Linked DNA regions of Sus scrofa: all the other regions are linked to region 1. Evidence: chromatin contacts called from public Hi-C and promoter capture Hi-C data. All regions are on one chromosome and are shown on one strand. The core of a region is the stretch at or near the end of the contact, and the rest is flanking DNA. Distances in the headings are between cores, read along the strand shown.

What was found. Promoter capture Hi-C pulls out the DNA fragments that hold promoters and counts their contacts. Hi-C and Micro-C count contacts between places; a contact is called where the count stands out from the background.
Region 2: a promoter capture Hi-C map of liver shows a contact between it and region 1, with 3 times the contacts expected there. The contact joins the enhancer-like site here to the promoter of CACNA2D1 in region 1. A contact is called at or near these places in 3 of 5 promoter capture datasets (fetal liver, fetal skeletal muscle and liver), 6 of 47 Hi-C or Micro-C datasets (embryonic fibroblasts, heart right ventricle, liver and 1 more) and 1 of 2 datasets of contacts at active chromatin or transcription factors (skeletal muscle).
Region 3: a Hi-C map of liver shows a contact between it and region 1, with 2.2 times the contacts expected there. The contact joins the enhancer-like site here to the promoter of CACNA2D1 in region 1. A contact is called at or near these places in 2 of 5 promoter capture datasets (fetal skeletal muscle and liver) and 5 of 47 Hi-C or Micro-C datasets (epiblast stem cells, liver and skeletal muscle).

What each region holds. Positions count from the first base shown.
Region 1 is chr9:97,779,999-97,782,931 of Sscrofa11.1, forward strand. CACNA2D1 (calcium voltage-gated channel auxiliary subunit alpha2delta 1) reads left to right here and starts at 1,575. Exons shown (of 39, transcript NM_214183.1): 1 at 1,575-1,690. The coding sequence starts at 1,596.
Region 2 is chr9:97,967,860-97,970,792 of Sscrofa11.1, forward strand. The region is part of intron 3 of CACNA2D1 (calcium voltage-gated channel auxiliary subunit alpha2delta 1); the gene reads left to right. Among named protein-coding and RNA genes, the nearest start is that of CACNA2D1, 190 kb to the left of the region's middle. Within about 2 kb of position 1,517, at least 7 of the 83 cell types and tissues checked have an H3K27ac peak or open chromatin away from gene starts, as enhancers often do. A contact at or near this core is called in liver, where this site is marked.
Region 3 is chr9:97,945,128-97,948,060 of Sscrofa11.1, forward strand. All of the region lies in intron 3 of CACNA2D1 (calcium voltage-gated channel auxiliary subunit alpha2delta 1), which reads left to right. Among named protein-coding and RNA genes, the nearest start is that of CACNA2D1, 170 kb to the left of the region's middle. Within about 2 kb of position 1,459, at least 1 of the 83 cell types and tissues checked has an H3K27ac peak or open chromatin away from gene starts, as enhancers often do. A contact at or near this core is called in liver, where this site is marked.

The sequences.
Region 1 (2,933 bases), core at 325-2,824:
CTTCCTGTAATTATAGCTTTTATGCACATGCAGTATCGTCGTTTTTTTTTTTTTTTTTCTACCAGAAATGGTGTTAAAGTGCTTTAATACACTACTACAGGGGGCTTAAGAATTTAAGATCTTCAAGGAAATCTTTGTACCTGATGCATCAGCTCCTTTCTGAAGGAGGCCTGTGTGGCCGGGAGAGGCCTAATCCAAGACCCTTCTGTTTTTTCTATGAGACGGCCTGTGTGCACCTGTCAGAGGTGAAGCTGGTCCGCATTGCTAATCCCTAGCTCTCTCGGCCTCCCTTAATTCCTGCTCCATATTTCAAGCGGTATTTGGAAATTGCCACCTGTTCCTGCTGCTTACCCTTTTCATGCCTTCACGCGATCGAATGAACTCCCGTCGCAGGCTTAGCAAGGCAGGGCAGCCCAATAGCCAGACTAGGGGGTTTAGGGCCTTTAGGAGGTAGTCTCATTAGGTTGCCTTTATCCCTAGATGGAGAATTTGTCCTTCCACTCCTCTGCAGTATTAGGTCCTTCTCTAGTTGTCCTCAGCCCGGGCCCTGAAGCTGTGATTTGCCAGGTGAGTGTTACCTGGGAGTGGGGCAGCTGCCACAACTGGCACTCAGCCATTTCAGAGGCTCTAGCCTCTGGCACTCCTGGGCAAATAAACTGTGCCGCCTGGGCCAGAGTCAAAAGTGGTGCTTTAAAATGCAAATACAAACTCCTCCTACGTTTGTTGTCAAATCACTTCTCCATGATTCCCAGGCAGGCTGCGGATTCTGCGCCTGGGAGAAGGGCTTGGGGAACATTCCTCGCCTGTGCAAAAATAACCCCCGAACACGCAAGCCAAGTGATCCGCAGGGGCCTTTGCAGCCTGTGGATACCCGCCGGGTGGCAGCTGTCCCCTGGGAGCCCGGCGGGCCGGCTGTACTCCCCCTCTGCACGCCTGGTGGCGAGAGCAAGCCGGCACCGACTTTGGGAGTTCCTTTCTGCCTTGTATGGAGGGCTGCTCTGGGCCCGTCTCCGCCCGACTGCTCTGACGCCCAGCCCTCCAGCTGCCCACCCCCAGCCACCTCCCTCTGACTTGCCGGGAGAAGCCAGACGGAGCCTCTCTCAGCCACAAGTCTCTCCGCCTGCTATCCCCCTTTCCTGCAGCCACCCCCACCCCCTCCCCGGTGCCGTCACCCCTTCTCCGCCCCCGCCTCCTCCCCCGCCTTCTCCACGGCTATCGGGAGAATAAATCAGGGAGGAAACGGGGAGGGAGCGAGAGCGCGCGAGCGCTGGCGGGCTCGCCCAGGTCTGTTTCCAAAGTCGCCCTTGATGGCGGCGGAGGCCAGGCAGCCGCGGTGGGGAACAGCCGACGCACGCTAGCGGGTCCGCCCGCCACCATCCCTTCCCCTGCGCGGGGCTTGGCCCCTGCTTCTCCCCCTCCTCCCCTCCACGTGAGCCCGCGCCCAGGCTCCCGGCTGCCGGCTCCGGCCCAGGCGTGCCAGCCCTCAGACGTCTGTGGTCCGGGCGGACCGTGCTCCTTCTCCTCCTTCGGCGGTTTCTAGCACTGGTTCTTCCCCTGGCTGGGGAGGGAGGCTAGATTGATCTTCGATCGCGAAGATGGCTGCTGGCTGCCTGCTGGCCTTGACTCTGACACTTTTCCAATCTTTGCTGATCGGTCCCTCATCGCAGGAGCCGTTCCCGTCGGCCGTCACGTAAGTCGCCGGCCCCGAACCAGGCAGGGCGGGGAGTGCTGGCTGAGGGGTGCTGTGGAAGCAGGGTGCGGGTTCGTTTCTGGAGTTTTGGGGCTTTTCTGCTCGTGGGGGTGGGGAGTGAGTTAGGCTTGGATCCCAGAGGCCAAGCGGGAGGTGCGCCTGGTTCGCCGCTGGAATGCGCACGGAACTGGGCGTCTTGGGGAGCCTCGGCTGGGCCAGGTTGTCCAGGAAAATATCTACCGACGCCTCAAGGCTCCTCAGCCCATTTCTAAAAGGATTTCTTGGTTAAAGAGTTTAGCTGTACTGTGGGAAAAAGTTTCCAGCCACATACCCACTCTTATCAAACCCAGTCCAATAAAAAGTTGTGTTTTGATTGGGTATTTTGCAAATAGGTAATTGCAGCCTTGCCAAGGGAGCGTGGACTTCTGCACTTGGCCTCTGGCTTGCTCTCTAATTGCTATGGTATCCAAACTCCTTTGGATCCCAAATTACTGGGCGTGCTTGACAGCCTTTCTGATCAGAAGCGTGCTTGCTCCTCGACAGAGATGCTGTCCACCCCAGGGGCTCGCAGGTGCTGGGACCCTGCCATCCAACTTCCTTCACCCTCTCTTTGAAACATCTAAGTGCCAACAGACACGCGGGTCCTGTTCTTAGAATGAATAGAACCAATTCTTTGGGGGAGGGACTGAGCATTTCTAGAGTCTCCTGCAATTTTCTCTTATTTTTAACATTTCTAAAATAGCTTTAAAAAAAGAGAAAAAACCTCACTGCTGTTCTGAAAATAGAGTGTTTAAAGGTAGCTAAAGAGTCACATGGCAGGAAGGGAATGAAAAATAATAATTCTCTTCTAGGCTGGGAAAAGAATCAGTGGCACATAAAATATATATGTACATATATTTTTTAAATGCGCTGACTAGTCTATCAGGCATTCTGGGAAAGCATGTATTTTGATTCTTGAAGCTACTTTAAAGCTTTTAAGAGTAGGTAATTGTAAATGGGTGAGTCACTTTAATGCATTTTACATAACAAAAACAAAGCCCAAGGTAGCATTCCCGTATTTTTGCTTTTGGGAATTATTTGCTGTCCTTTGTTGGCTGAGTGCTGAATGCTGGAATTTTGGGTGGTACTAACCTTACATCTTTACCAGTTGAAACCCCGCAGCTATTATTTAAGATCAGCTTAGTACTTACTACATTGGGTGTCAGTCCAAGAATCTGAAGGGTGCAAGTTCTAACCCTGAGAA
Region 2 (2,933 bases), core at 267-2,766, 190 kb after region 1:
TAGACAGGGTATAAGGAAAGTGATGTGCTTTGCCTGACCTTCACATTTGGTGCACTTTGGATCTAAGGCTTGGTCTCTTACATTTGAGGGGCTAGGTCTGTGATTTATCAATTTTCCCTCGAATAATTAGACTGTGAGAAACTACCTACTAATCTAAATTCATACCTACTCAACTCATCTAAGAGAGATTTGTGATGGAAAGAACATGTATGTATGAAAGTGGTAGGCATATCTTAGTCAACAATTGGACATTCCCTTTGTAGACAGTAAGTTTGTTCAGAAATAGACATGAAATACTACAAAAAAGTAAATAAAACATTCCCTGTGACTATATAAGTAAACATTAGAATCAGAATCACCTGGGGAACTTTTAAGACTGCCATGGTCCTGGTCTTATCAGCAGATACAGAGATGCTAATGTAACTGATGGGTGTGGGGTCCTGGTTCTACTCTTATTATTATTTTTTAAAGATTCCCTTGTGATTTTAGGGTGTGGTAGTATTGAGAGCCACTGGTTGTAAAATGAAAAAGCAAATCCATATTTCTCTCCCTTTACACACACACACACACACACACACACACACACACACACACACACACACACACACACAAACACACGTTTGACTGCATTGTGATTGCTGCTATCCTACCAAGAATTTCACCTGCACTCTTTCATTAAATTATCATCAGTATCCTTTGAGGTAGTTCTTACTCAAAGAACTACCTCATCAAAGGTAAGGAAAGAACTACTTTTTCAAAGATAAGGAAAGTGACACTCATAGTAATTAAATAATTCGCCTATAGAAATTACATAATCTATCTAAAGTCACTCAGCTTTAGGTACAGGAATCTTTGTTTACAGAGACAAAAATCTGACTTAAAGCCTTTATTTATTCCACTTAGTATAAATATTCAGACATTTCTTTGTGTTTGATTGCTGGGTGCTGAGAATGTTACTGTAATATACAGCGTATTTATCTGTATATATTCATCTGTAGAATTCCTTTCTAAAATATTAAATTCCAAACTCTATCTGGCCTCAGATTTTCAGATAAAGGATTATGAAGCAGGGTTAAGAACAGAAGCAGATTTAATCAAATCCAGAGGAATCCCTCTTAACTTCTAGGCTATACTGGTATCATGTGATCTTTTTATTAAGCTATGTTAATGTAATAAATTTCCTTCTTCATTCTAGGAACCTGTTTATCCAAAGAACTCAAACCAGTCACTAATATTGATAGGACTATAATTTCTGATCTAGAACAGATCTTAGTAACTTGCCAAACCAATTATCAATGGATACTTGATTCTGTTCCATCTTCTCAGGAATGGAAACCTATCCTAGAACCTTTCCCAGAATCAATACCAAACTCTCAAATTTGTCTTTTATATACTTTATTTTTTTCCTTAGAAGACCAGTTGCATTTGTGGAACTTGGCTTTTAAAGCCTGTTCCTATTCTCTGTGAGCCATTTAAGACAATGACAGTAGTTTCATCTGACTAATTTTTAACTTCTCCTAGCCTGAGTCATGTTGTTTCAGGCTGAAAGTCCTGAGCTCATTTAGAGTGAATGTTTGCTCACCCAAAGTGCGGGAATGGATTTATTTTTATTTTATTTTTTCAACTCTTTATATCCTTGAGACTGCATTTACCTCTATAGCAACTAATTTCAATTGTATTAATCCGTAACCAAGATTTTTTACAAAGATGCTTTTAATTAGTAACATGAAGTTTGAGGAGCAAAAAAAAAAAAAAAAAAAAGGGTAGCAGGAATAGGGTGAAATTGTTCCCAGACCTTGTGCAAATTAGAATTGAAGTATTTTGTATAATACAAAGGGAGGCCCGCCTAAAACAATTTTTATATTACAGATTAAATTTTGCACTGTGTCTGGCTCAACTGATTTTTCATTTAGAAGGACTGTTTATCCTGTACATAATAAAGTATATAAAAACATTCAATTTGGAAGTTAATTGAGAGATGCAAAATAACACCCAGCTAAGATCTGTTATGACTCTAACATTGTAGGATTAAGCCTCTGAATCCCATACATCTCCTTTCTTAGAATATTAATTGCTTTTTTTGTCCATGGCTCTCTGTTCTAATTTCTAATACGATGGATGATTTAAAGGGCTCCTTCCTCGTCTGTACTCAGGAAGCCTGCTCCATTGGTCTAGTAGTTCAATTGCTTTTTAATCGATCCTTCTAAAGAGCCAGTATGCTAGCAGAATGACAAAGTGTCTCTCAGAGCCTGCACACCTGTCTGAGAAGTTAAATCAGTTCTTCCCTTGCTCCGAAGAGAATGGATAATAGGAAAAGCCTTCGTCCTGGAGAGGAGGTCTAGGTAATAATCCCTTACCTCATCTATTCTGTTCAGTCTCTTTCATGAAGGGTTGTAGTGAGGACAAATGAGAAAATATGTGTGAAATGCTTGACAGAGTGTTAGTCAGCCCTCAGTAAATGGTGGCTATAGAGCAGCAGAGGTGGCTAGAGTCGTGGTAGTGACAGGGTTTTGAGCAGTTAGTACTTCTTGAGTCAGTGAGAATCAATGAGTCTTTGGGGTAAGAAAGTTACCTGGCTGTAAATGAACTGTTAATCACCTACGTGTGCTTTGCAAAAGATGTCTAAGAAGGACTGGCTTTCTGGTGAACAAAGTAAACAACTAACTCAAACACAATTTTTAAAATATAAATTTATATTTTGTATTAAAACATTAAAGTAGAATTATGTTAGGCCTTGTAACATGGACTTTGCATTTGGGAATCGTTTTTATTTTGAATCATGAATAAACTATTATCTTTATAGGATTTAGTTTCTCTGCATACCTGAGTTCTACACACTTGCATGAAAAGCCATGATAAATATGCATTGATGCTTAGTTAAATAAAGGGGTCATTGCTAGCCATTTTAGAAATGTCCTAATATTGACAGAAAA
Region 3 (2,933 bases), core at 209-2,708, 170 kb after region 1:
TAATCATTTTTTCTTCTTTATTTTTCTGTGATTGATTTCTAGTTTAATACCATTGTGGTCAAAAGAGATGCTTGAGATAATTTCTGTACTATTAAATTTGTTGAGGCTTGTTTTGTTCCCTAGCATGTGATCAGTCCTGGAGAATGTTCCATGTGCCCTTGTGTCCTGTTTTTTTGTTTTTTGTTTTTTTTCTTTTCCTTTTGATGTAATATCCCAAAAATATAAATTAAATCTGTCCTATTTTGTCATTTTGTATCTCTGTTTCTGTATTGATTTTTTTTTTCCTAGAAGATTTGTCCGTTGATGTGAGTGGGGTGTTACATTCTACTATATTCATTTTCCATAATCATGACCCATGGTGACAGCTTGGAAACTGAAATAGGCCAGTGTAATATCACCAGACTACCTTTGCTTGGCCTGCTTAGCATGTTGAAATTGTTAGCTTGGTTGCAGTATAAGCTTTGTAGTGCCTATTCCTTATTCCTAGGTCTTTTCACATGCTTACATTACCTCCCAGTTTCATTTCTCTGAAATAGGAATAATTGGGTTTCTTCTAATTAGATATTGAAGTCTTGGAGCCTCTCTCACTTTCTTAATTTCATATATTTCAAATTGTTATTTGTAGAATATTTATCTTCTTATGTTTTAAGATGACTAAATAATTTATGCTGCTAAAACATCACCAACTTAATTTATCCTAAGAAAATCTTAAAACTTGATGGAAATAATCATAGAGGCTATCTCTTTATAGTTAAAAAAAATGATTTTGTCATCCTGGTGTCATCAGATCAAGTATACCTTGTGTTTCCATTACAAAGCACCAGCAAATTAACTATACATGGTTAGATGTGTTTCAGGGCAGAGATAAATAGCTTGTGAGAAGACTTGGCCCTTCCATTGAGTAACACACTTGAATTGTCTGGAAAAAGTTTGGTATGATTTACCTCCAAATTAGTTACTGAAATGTTACTCCTCTACTTCAGATCCCTATTTTAAAATCCCCACGAGATATAAAAGAGGGGAAAGCAGGCTAATAGGGTTGGCAGTCCTAAAACATTTCCTTGTGCTTTGCACAGCACATTGTAGATTTCCCTTCTTTTCAAAGCTGATGAGTTGCATTGAAAAGCCATGGTTCAAGGGAACTGGAAGAAGACCCTAGCAGTGGGAGCCTTCCCTGTGCCCTGTGGGTACTTATGAGGGTGCAAGTGTGTGTTTGTGGGCCAGGGGTGAGATTTCTATATTGATAGAGAGAATTAAGAGAATTAAACCAAAAGTGCTCCAGAATCCTACTTCACTTTCCCCCTGCCCATTGTGTCTGTATCTCAAGCCAAAGATGGTTTGCCCTTTCCGTAAAGATCAAAACCTGTTTGAATGTTACCCAAAGTATGTTTAAAACACTTTTTGTAAAACAACTGGCAGTTGTTGGAGCTTGTACAGATATCTCAACCTTGTGTCAGCTGATCAAAGAATAAAGTCCTTGCTAACAAAAACACACACATACACACTCACTCATACACACACAAACCCATACAGATCAGACAAGGCTTAAAGAACAGACTTTGTGTCAACAATACTGACAAGTTATTGAGGAAGTAAAATGCTTCACTTGAAGTGCCAAGAAAGTTCTATAATGTTTCTTGGATATTTTGCTATCAAATAATAAGATTGCTTAATTAAAAATGACACGTTTATGGTACCAGATGTTTGTTTATTGACCTGCAAATATATTCACATTCTACTATCATGTGAGCAAGAACAGGTTCACAAGTATATTTTTAACATGATAAAATATTTATAAATTAAACATATATATTAATATTTCCACATGAATAAAATATGAAAGTATATATAGGTGTTAGATATACCTTAGGATATTAACTGAGTGGGTTGTAGAGTATTTGCTTTTTTTTTTTTTTTTTTTTTTTTTTTTCTTCCTGGCTTCACCTGTGTCATTTGGAAGTTCCTGGGCTAGGTGTCGAATCAGACCTGCAGCTGCCAGCTTATACCACAGCCCGAGCAATGTGGGATCCGAGCCATGTCTGTTACCTATACCACAGCTCACAGCAATACCAGATCCTTAACCCACTGAGCAAGGCCAGGGATCAAACCTGCATCTCATGGATTCTAGTCAGGTTCATAATCCACTGCCACAATAGGAACTCCTATTGGCTCATTTTGCTTATTGATAGTTTCTAATTTTTTCTACATTGAGCATGAATCACTTAAAAAATAAGTATTTGTGGTGTTTTTGAAAACAAAATGATTGATCAGGGCTCTCGTATGCAGAGGCTTAGGGCAATTAGGGGATATTACTACTGTGACAGCCTCAAGTGAGTTTACTCTGAGTTCAGAGGTGCCAGTAAGCACAGATAAGATATAATTGACCTTTAATGAGCTGAGGCCACAAAATTATACACATGTATAAGTATAGAATACATATATAATGGTGTGTAACATGCTTATAAACTACAAACTACCATATAAAAGATATTTAAATATAAATCTATAGCTTATGCTGTGCCAGAAGGTATAGTTATCAGGACTTGTGTAACTAATCATGAATATGTATTTTATTCTGTAATGTTGTTAGTTTTTCCTTCATGAAAATAGACACTTTAGCAGATTTTCTTTAAAGTGAACTTTAACTAAAGGGTTTCTAAACCCTGTGTGTGTGAGGTGTGTATTATGTGTGCATAAAGAATTTGCAACATTTTGACTTACTCAGTGTTTTAAGAAAGCTTGGCTTTCTTATGTATTTTGGTGTTCCATTTTATTTATAAAACAGGTATCTTCAACAATTTTACTGTGTATTGTATTTAGTTATTCCATTATTAGTGTTTTCTTCCATCTTGGGAAACACCAAAATGAAGACTAGCATGGATAGGAATTATCCTGGGATTTAATTCAAGACAAAAACAAATTATGCATCATTG